Linked DNA regions of Mus musculus: region 1 is linked to region 2. A link is a contact called in public Hi-C data. All regions are on one chromosome and are shown on one strand. Each heading gives the region's core, a stretch centred on a gene start, on an enhancer-like site or on the middle of the called end of the contact. The rest is flanking DNA. Distances are from core to core; before and after follow the strand shown.

What was found. A called contact is a pair of places that touch in the nucleus more often than the background predicts.
Region 1: a Hi-C map of the N1E-115 cell line shows a contact between it and region 2, with 7 times the contacts expected there. The contact joins two enhancer-like sites.

Annotation. Positions count from the first base shown.
Region 1 is chr11:104,586,388-104,591,724 of GRCm38.p6, forward strand. It overlaps Myl4 (myosin, light polypeptide 4), which reads left to right. Exons shown (of 7, transcript NM_001355755.1): 7 at 698-828. Among named protein-coding and RNA genes, the nearest start is that of Myl4, 12 kb to the left of the region's middle. Within about 2 kb of position 3,919, at least 18 of the 459 cell types and tissues checked have an H3K27ac peak or open chromatin away from gene starts, as enhancers often do. A contact at or near this core is called in the N1E-115 cell line, where this site is marked.
Region 2 is chr11:103,987,603-103,992,819 of GRCm38.p6, forward strand. No RefSeq gene overlaps it. Among named protein-coding and RNA genes, the nearest start is that of Arf2, 23 kb to the left of the region's middle. Within about 2 kb of position 1,974, at least 27 of the 459 cell types and tissues checked have an H3K27ac peak or open chromatin away from gene starts, as enhancers often do. A contact at or near this core is called in the N1E-115 cell line, where this site is marked.

The sequences.
Region 1 (5,337 bases), core at 2,669-5,168, 600 kb after region 2:
TGCCTGATCTGATAGAGGCATTTTCTCAGCTGAGGTTCCTTTTCTCAGATAACTCAAGCTGGCATTAAAAAAAACCAAAACCGGGCTGGAGAGATGGCTCAGAGGTTAAGAGCACTGACTGCTCTTCTGAAGGTCCTGAGTTCAAATCCCAGCAACCACATGGTGGCTGACAACCACCTGTAATGAGATCTGATGCCCTCTTCTGGCACATCTGAAGACAGCTACAGTGTACTTACATATAATAAATAAATAAATCTTAAAAAAAAATCCCCTCTCCTTATGGGGGCTGGAGAGATGGCTCATCTGTTAAGAGCACTTGCTGCTCTTCCAGAGGACTCAGGTTTCATTGCCACAACTCACATAGGAGTTCACTATTGTCTCTAACTTCAGCTCCAGAGGAAAACAAAAACCAAAAACCAAAACCAAAACCCCCAAACAAACAGACAATAACAACAACAACTATCGGGCCATGTCCTGTTTTGACCTTTACTCTTAGACCCTGTTGTCTCTCCCTAGGTCTTTCGGGCCTGGGCACAGCACAGGCTCTGGGTGAGGCAAAGCCCACTCCAGGGTGAAGCCCCTGACTTATGCCTCTTTCCTTCAGCCCCTTGGTGTAGCGCCCTCGCAGTGATAGGGCTCTGATGAGGGCGTGGGATGTGGGAGCTGCACACTCTCTTCACCTGGCACTGTCTTTCAGGTGCTTGGCCCTGCGTGAGAAAGCAAGAGATCCACAGCGGCTGTTACTGTTACGGAGTATTGGACTCACATGGCTTCTCTGACCCACAACCTTCCCTGGAAATAAAGAGCCCCAGCTTGGAGTTTCATTAATCCCTCCGTTGATTTGTTTTTTGTTTTGTTTTGTTTTTTTAAACATTAATTAATGGAGTTAATTTGTGTGTGTGTGTGTGTGTGTGTGTGTGTGTGTGTGTGTGTGAGATAATGTCACCTGAGGCCTTGTATTCTTGAGAAACGATTTGGATCGTGGAGACAAAGCCAAAAGGCCGAGGATTCATCTAGAAGTAGAGGCGTCAGACACATGAGGGAGAGGCCTTTGAAGGGCAGGCAGAAGTAAGGACCACAAAGTTTCTTTTCTACCCTCCCCGCCCCTCAGGAGGTAGGAAGTGGGAAGTGACCCCCTGGGGCTGTCAGGGTCCCTCACCCAGTCTCTGCTTCTTCCTCTCCTTTCCCCTCCTGGAAATAGCTCCAGACCTGGAAACACACAGCTGTGATCCCAGTGGTGGAGAGGTGAAGGCAGGTCCGATCATCTTTAGCTACATAGTGATTTTGAGGCCAGCTTTGGCTACAAGAGATCCTGCTTTAAAAAAAAAATTAGCTCCGTGTTAGCTCCACACTTGCTTAGTCTATGTTAGGTCCCCAGCACTTTAAAACACCTAGAATACAGACTTTAGCGCAATAAGCAATTTTACAATCAACAGTGTTAAGGACAGTCACATTGTAGAGCTGGAGAGATGACTCATGGGTCAAGAGTGCTTGCTACTCTTACAGAGGACCCTGAATTTGGCTCCCAGCACCCATGTCCAGGGGTTCATATGCACTTGTATCTCTAGCTTCAGGGAGTCCAACGCCATCTTGGCCTCTGAGGACACCTTCATGCACATGTTACACACACACACACACACACACGCACACGCACACGTACACGCACACGCACCATCTTAAAAGGGGGAAAAGAAAGACTATTTACATGAAGTGGAGATGTCTCTCAATGGTAGAGCACTTGCCCAGCATGCAATGGGCTCTGGGTCCTTTCCCGGGAAGTACTTATTGGTGCCACCCACACCCCAGTCAATCAGCACTCTGTGTTTTGTGTATGTGACTTTGACTACTCTAGATAAATGAGCTCATGCAGCGATTGTCCTATCCATCCCGTGTCATCCATGTTGTAGTTTGTGTCTAAATTGCCAACCTTTTATAGCTGAGGAACACGCCACCGTGTTGTCCCAATAGAGCATGGGAGCATGGTTTTTATTTTTATTTTTTATTTTTTGCTTTTGGTCCTGGTTTCTTGATGTGGGCACATGAGGTGCTTCCTCTGAGCATGGTGCCCCTGGTACCTGAAAAACAGACCAGACTCACTACGTAGTGAGTTCCAGAATAGCCAGGGCTACATAGAAAGATCTTGTTTCATAAACAAAATCAAAGGGGAAAAATTAGATACATCTATAAAACCTCTAACAAAACAACAACAGCAAAACAATAGCCAACCCACCAGCCAAACCACACTCAAACAAAAACGGAAGTGCATTCACTGGTCTCCTTCCACTGAGGTCCAGGGCTGGTGTCATTGCTATCCTGCACACACCCTCAGGCACTGAAGTCCCTTGTATACTGTCTCCCCATGTGGGAGCTGTTCTGATGAGCTGAGGTGCTTGGTGCTTCTTGGCCATCTTGTCCACTGATGAAAAGGCTCTGGAGCTTTTCCTACTCTGTGGGAACTGCCATGGTCAGTATGTTTCCTTTGTTGTGTTGGGGACCGTCATGAAGATGGAAGAGATTCCTGTCCTTTTACCTCAATGGGGATGACTTAAGGAAGGCTCTGGCCCTGCTATGGGTTGATGGGAAGTGATGGGACACAGGGCAGTTGCTGTGAGGAAGACCCTAAAGGCCCGTCTCAGCCACCTCCGTTCAGGGTTCCATGGAGCAGTCTGCTCCAGGTCGGAAGTGCAGCTTTCTGGAAAGTCCCCTTATCAGAGGGAATGACTCGGAGGCTGTGAACAGAACCTGGCTTGGAGAATTCCCCCTCCCAAGGACGCCCCTGCCTTCTTCCCCAACTCAGTACCGAGTTCCTGATCCGGCCCACAGTCTCTGCTACCTGTGGGAAGGATTTGAGGAAAGTGGTCATTAGAGATGATGTGACCATGAAATTGGCACCTTTGAGGACAAATGCAAATTTCAGAGCGATAAACAAACAAACAAACAAACAAACAAAACAACCCACAATCAATGTCCTGAACTCTTACTGTGTGACTGTCCCTGTGCTGAGAAGATAACAGCCATTTCCAGCAGCCCAGGAGGTGGGAACTATAGTCCCCATTCAAGAACATTCAGATATAATAGTGATAGTAATGGCTGGGAACATAGCTCATTGGTCAGCTCTTGTCTACCATCTATGGCTCAGTTCCCATCATCATCATCACCACCACCACCATTATCATCAACAACAAAAATGCCCAAATATTTTTGAGTTGGTGGTAATTGTCAACTTGACACAATCTAGAATCACAGGAGAAGGTAGTCTCAATGGGGAATTATGTAATTAGGTTGGCCTGTGGGCTTGTCTGTGTATGAGGGATTATCTTGATTATATTAATTGAGGTGTGATGACCCAGCCACTGAGAGTGGTACCATTCCCTAGGCACAGAATACTGGCTTGTGTAATAGCAGAGAAAGCCAGGAGAAGCATATCACATCCACTTAGCACAACAAGAGCTGCCCCTTCCTCACTAAGGGCTCTGATCTCCCAGCCAGTTTTGGCCAGTTTTACAGTATCAGATGTGATTTTTGTTCTTGTGGAGCCAGTCTCCGATTTGCTACCATTGTGGTGGGGGTGCATCTTGCCTGACTGATCAGTAGGGCAGCAACATTAAAATTATTCTAACCCTTTGAGATACGACTCAGACTTGCCCCTTCCCTGATGCTTTCCCCACTGTTATAGATGAACACACCCCTTAAACAGAACTCTCAGCTTGTTCTCCGTAACAGAGCCACTGGGTTGAGACAGCTGAAGATGTCAGAGCTAGAGACCTTTTAGATTTCTAGGGTCGTGTAATCACCCGAAGGCAGTGTTTAGCAGCACAGTGCCACCATGTGCTTGGCGTCCTGCAAAAACCCTGGTTACTGGGTCATTTAAGGTAATGTATGTTGGTGATGGCTAGGGTGCCATGTTCAGTTCTTACCAGTAGATGGCGGAATTGCAACAGTGTGCTTCCAGCAGGAAGCCCGAGTGTGTGTCTGAGGTGCTTAGCCTGGGCTGGAAGAAACTCCAGGAGTCACTTAGCTTATCTTTGAGCCTTTAGACAAACGCAGAGCTTGTTTATTTTAAAAGGAAGCACAGCCGTTAGTTAGCCTGCAAGCTTCATCACAACGTTTGGCAATGCAGGTCACAGAGAGGACATTGTTGTGGAAATATGAATTCCTGGCATGACCCAGTTTGGCTCCTAAATCATGTTCCCACTTTGTCTTGGTTCCATAGCTTGTAAGGTAAAAAGGCAGACTGCGTCATGTTTAAAACTTTTTTCTTATGCTTAGTTAATTAATTGTGTGTATGGTGTGTGTGTCTGTGTTTAGTTGTGAGCTGTCTGATATGGATGCAGGAAACTGAACTCAGGTCCTGTGGAAGAGCAGAGGACACTCTTCACTGATGAGCTTTCTTGCTTGCCTTCTACTTCATTCATTCATTCATTCATTCATTGAGACTAGATGTCTCACTGAACCTGGAGTTCACTGATTTGGTACAACCAGCTGGAGAGTGAGCTCTAGGGACCCACTTCTCTCTCCCTCTATAGAGGGATTACAGACGATGCTGGCTAGTTTTACGTCAACTTGATACACGCTGGCATCATCAGAGAGAAGGGAGCCTCAACTGAGAAAATGTCTCCATAAGACTGAGCAAGCCTATAGGACATTTCCTTAATTAGAGATTGATGGGCCCAGCCCATTGTGGGTGGTGCTGTTCTGGGCTGGGTCCTGGGTTCTATAAGAAAGCAGCTGAACAAGCAAGGATGCACAAACAAGCCAGTAAGCAGCATCCCTCCATGGTTTCTGCATCAGCTCCTGCCTCCAGGTCCCTGCCCTCTCTGAGTTCCTCACTTCCTTCGGTGATGGACTAGGACGTGGAAGTGTGAGCCACATAGACACTTTCCTTCCCAGCTTACGGTTGGTCATAGTGCTTCATCACAGCCACACTACTCCTCACTAGGACACAGAGGTAGCTGCTGGAGGTGCTTTTGTATATGGATGCTGGGATCTGAACTCAGCTCCACAGCCTTATGTTGGATAGAAAGAATCTTGTGTATATGGGCTTTGAACCTGAAGTGGTGAGAGAGAACTCACTCGAAATAATGCACATGAGTAGATTTCTTTTCTTTTCTTTTCTTTTTTTTTTTTTTTCAAGACAGGGTTTCTCTGTATAGCCCTGGCTGTCCTGGAACTCACTTTGCAGACCAGGCTGACCTCAAACTCAGAAATCCGCCTGCCTCTGCCTCCCGAGTGCTGGGATTAAAAGTGTGTACCACCACGCCTGGCTGTTTGCCACTTTTTAACATTGAATCTGTCCGTCTATCTTTCTATATTTATTGGTTGATGAATGTGGTGTTT
Region 2 (5,217 bases), core at 724-3,223:
TGGCGCTGCTGCTTCACCCCAGTTCCTCTAACAGCTCTGTCTGAATGAGCTCTGGGCTTTCCAAGAAGGGAGGGAATCTATAGCTCTTTGCAGGTGGAAAGGCCTGGGTACTAGGAGTGATCCAGTAAACTGGAGTGCCTGGAAGAGAAGGGTGAAGCAGGCATCAGAGCGGAGAACATTAAGCGCGGTAACCATGAAGTCAGAATCCTCTTCCCCAGTGGGGCACATGAACGGCTTCTGCATTACAAAGGCGTCTCAAGTATAAAAAGATAAAGTGACCCCTGCACTGTGGAGAACCGCTGAGAGTTCCAGGCCACCTAGGCTGCATAGCAAGAGGAAAGGGGAGAGAGAGAGAGAGAGAGAGAGAGAGAGAGAGAGAGAGAGAGAGAGGAGAAAGGGAGGGCCAGTGAGATGACTTGGGAAGAGTGTTTGCAGGTGAGGCAGCCTGAGTGCCACTCCTCCCAGAACACTTATGTGCTGGACAGAAAAAAACCTGCAAGTTCTCTGGTTTGCATGTGTACCATGGCATGCCCATGCTCACTTACATAGACATACAGTGTAAAGCAATGACAGAGTTAACGTGACTTGCTGGAACCCCAGACACGGTACACAGCGCTGCTCTGGATTCCATGGAAGACCAAGCAGCTGTCCCCAGGCCAGCCGGGAGGCGAGAAGGACATGGAAAACCATAAACACTCAGAAAATGTGGCTGTGTTAATACTTACACAATATCCAGTTGTCCATTTAACGAGTGGGTTGTATGGTGTGGAAGTTATACCTCAGTAAAGTATGAAGTGACCAGTCACGAGCCCAACAGGGATGAGGGTGCCTGTGGTGAAACAAGAATTTGTTCTGAGTTGGCCACAGTTGTGAGGCGAGAGTGCAGCCAGGCCTCTGCTCTAATCTTAGTGTTGGGGAACCCAGGGCTTCTCAAAGCGAGTCACTCCAGCTGGGATGGTGTGCTCGAATCAGGCGAACTCCATCATTCTAGCCTATGTTCGTAGTCAAGAAAACTCCTGTTGCCTTGCAGCACACCAGTGAGCTCAATGACAGCCATTGTTTCTCTCAAGTCATTCCACCCCAGGGAGAAATCCCGAGTGTTTTTCACAGTGTGAGAGTTCTAGATGCCCGTTTTCTACTTGCTGGGGCTTGTCAACATTCTAAAATACAGGGGAATTTAAGATATATATCCAGCTGTAATTGGATGCTAGACCCAAGACACTGGATTTAAATTCTTGTTCCATCACAGGCCAGCTGTGTGACCATGGTTAAAAATACCTACTTCTGAGAACTGAGGACATCTGAGTTACTGGGCGGGGGGGGGGGGGGGGGGGAGTGTGTAGTAATGCTCACTGTCTCCCTGTGTAATCTTTTGGGGGGCTCAGATTGGCTTGGTAGTGGCTAAACAAATAAAATGATAGCCTCAAGCATCCAGGCCTGATAATAAGATACAGAACAGGAACCAGCTGAAGGGCTCTGCTGACCTCTGGCAGACGGGTGAGGTCACATGGACTGGTGTCCGAAGCGCTACGGTACCACGATCAATGCCCAGGAAGTCCACGTTTACCAACACCCTCCTCCTCCTCTCACTTTTCTCTCCCATTTTCCCTTTGAGACAAGACCTTGGCCTGTGTATAACCCAGGTTTGCCTCTGACCTTCCTACTTCCTCCACCTCCTCAGTGCTGGGATAACCAGCAACTGCCTGGTTTTCCCAACTGAATTTTTTTTTTCTTAATTATAAACGTTTCAAGCATGGAAGTTGAAGTATTTAGGAAGTCTTTGTCTAAGCAAATAAGTGAGCGAAGACTGCTGCTCGAGTTGGCCACATTCCCTCTGTAGACCTCCAGTTTTGCTTTTCTTTTGCTGACCTCTTTAAAAATTTCAGCCATCGTGAGCCGTTGCCCCTGAGAACATCAGCAGGGATGGAAGTGACGGGCGTCTCCATCAGAAACAGACAGCTAAAGAGCTGGAGAGATGGCTCTACCGTGAAGAGCACGAACTGTTTTCCTACAAGACCAGAGTTCAGTTCCCTCGTGCCCATATCGGGTGGCTCTCAAGTGTCTGTAATTCCGGCTCCGGGGGAGCTGAGGCCCACTTCTGGACTTCACATTCACCTGCACTCAACGTATGCTTTCCCACCCAGGATGCCTAAATAAAAGTAAATGCATCTTTAAAGGGGGAAAAAAAGGCACACAAGATGAGTGTCAGGCAGGCGAAGCAGGAGCTCCAAGGCAAGGGTACAAGTTCAAGGCAAGCCTGGGTTGCATGGGGGAGGGGCAGAGGAAGGGAGGGACAAAGAATGGAAGATGGCAAGTTCCCTGTCATACATAAGGAAATCCTCAGTCATTTTCTAATGTCATCCACTTTCTGCTTGGCTCCTGCTGTTTTTTATAATGGCTTCTTTCTCCCCAAACTAGGATCCAATCAAGTGTCACCGTATTGCGCTTTCTTTCATCTTGATGACACTTTCTCCAGGCTTTGGAGCACACCTTCCGGTCACTGCACAAACCCTTCCACTAAACTGCTTCAGGGCAGAACCAGGCAGGCCACACTCCATCCACCCTCGAATCCCTATTGTTCCAGGCATTTTCTAGCTCTACCCACCCCGGGAGAGGACTTCAGAGGATGCTCCACCCACCCGGGGGAGGGCTTCAGAGGATGCTCGGTTCCTTCTAACCCACCCAGGGGAGGGCTTCAGAGGATGCTCCACCCACCCGGGGGAGGGCTTCAGAGGATGCTCGGTTCCTTCTAACCCACCCAGGGGAGGGCTTCAGAGGATGCTCCACCCACCCGGGGGAGGGCTTAAGAGGGCGGCGGTGGTCAGTTCCTTCTTGGCCTGGACTGTGACTCCATCCCAATGGAATCTAACTTCATTTTCCCTCCCCTGCGAAGGGGCTTTGGAAAGTGTAAGCACACAGTGGTGTGGTAGCGCATGACTTTAGTTTGAGACCTGTTTTACAAAACAAGACTCTGCCCTCACAAAACCAACAAGACTGAACACCCAGCCGCTTCAGTCACCAGCATAGCCCGTCCTTTCTGATATTGTCCTTTGTCTTCTGACTGCGCATACCATAACCTTTCCCCTTTCCAATGCAATAGACATGCTTTGCTCGTGTTTGTAGGCTTTAGACTCACTGTCTATTGTTACTATGTAGTCCAGGCTGCTCTCCAACTCCTGATCTGTCTGTCTCAGTCTCCCAAGGGCCTAGGAATTTTTTTTTTTTTTAATAGAATTTCATGTGGCCCATGGATTCTAATTAACACATGGCTGAGGATGGCATTGAACTTCTGATCTTTCTGTCTCTGGTTTTTGAGTGCTGAGGTTACAGGCCTAGGGCATAGTGCCCCAGTTCTATGTGATGCTGGGACTTGAACCCAGGACTCAGGAATGCCAAGCAGATTCTCTGCCAAGAGAGTCATATCCCCAGCTCTGGGTATCTTTTTGGATCAGGACCACCACGGACATAGTGAATCACGCACGTGGACACAGCACTGTACCTGCTTACAGAAAGCACTTGGTATGTGCAACCTCATTACCCTCTTCTCCCTCCTCTAGGTGAAGGTTGCATCTGCAGCTTCATGCTAACAAAACGCACTGAACCTGCCCATGGTGAGAGGCCTGGACTTCTGCCTGATTTTTTTAAAAATATTTATTTATTTATTATATGTAAGTACACTGTAGTTGTCTTCAGACACCTCAGATCTCATTTGGATGGTTGTGAGCCACTGTGTGGTTGCTGGAATTTGAACTCAGGACCTTCGGAAGAGCAGTCAGTGCTCTTAACCGCTGAGCCATCTCTGCAGCCCCCACTTTTGCCCGATTCTTTATGTGTGCCGCTGCTCTTAGGGATCAAATAATTGACTTGCATTTGTCTCATTTCAATTGAGGTTTCTGCCCTCACCTTTTGGCTGCTTTTCCAGTCTTGGATTTTTTTTTTCCATAGAGTGGGCCAGTTCTCCAAGTTTTATCTTCTGCCAACTGAGACCACGACACAGATGTCATCTTCTCACACGGAATGACACTGGGACATGCCACAGAAGCTCCTTCCAGCTGGGCTCATTTAGTGGAACAGGAATGTATTGTACATCTGTAATGTGCTTTATGGTGGATGTTTTCCCACTGTTCACACATGGATGCTCAGCCCTGTTATATTTGGCCAAGCATAGTTTAAGTCTCAGCCCCTATTTCTTCTTCTCGTCCACCAGGAGTCCTGAGAAGGTCTATCAGAGGTCAGCAAGATGGCTCAGCGGGTGAAGGTGCTTTCTACTAAGGCGTAGGACCTGAGTTTGCTTCCTGGGATCTGCAAGATAGAACTGACTCCCACAAGTTGTGTACTGATCAAGCAGTGTGCCCACCGTGGCACACGCACACTCCCAGACAAAAAAATTAATATACATATATACCTGTGTGTATTAAATTTTAAAGTACTTAAAGTACTTCCAGGGGCTGGAGAGATGGCTGAGTGGTTAAGAGCACTTGTTGCTCTTCCACAGTTTATGGGTTCAATTCTCAGCTCCCACTCGGCAGTTCACTCATGTCTGGTGCTCTCAGACATACATGCAGGCAAAACAGCAATGCACAGAAATTATATTATAAAAATGAAAAGTACTTTCAGGGGGGCTGGAGAGGTGCTTTAAGTTGGTGGTTTTGCTGCAGAGGGCTAGCCTCCCAGCACCTACATGGCGGTCCACAGCCATCTGTAACTCCAGTTTCAAGGGAACCGATGTTGCCTTCCGACCTCCCAGGGCACCAAGCACACTCACAGGACACACACACAAAGGGGGTAAGTAAGTCTTTTCTAAAAGTTCTGTCCGATGCTTTGCCACACGGAAGCACACAGTAGGGTCGGCAGTGCAGTCACGACCAAGCAGCCAGTGGGGAGCAGGTTAATCAGTGAACTCCACTGCTGTTTAATAAAGGCTCAGAGCCCATCTGACTATAGAGCACTGGCAGATGTCACAAGGGCCTGGGCTGTATAGCTCAGGGTACAGTACCCCTTTACCACATCTGAGGTCCTGGGTTCCACCTTCAGCATCAAAAGAAGACCTCTGGTCTATAATTGCCAGATTCTTCTCTGGAACCTGGGCAACCCTTGCACATCCCTGCTTCCTCTGGCTTTCCTCAGCTTTCTCAGCTTTCTGACTTCTCAGTGTTTACCAGCAGGGGTTCTGCCGGCACCCTGTCAAGTTCCTGGTTATATTAAGAGAGCCGAACT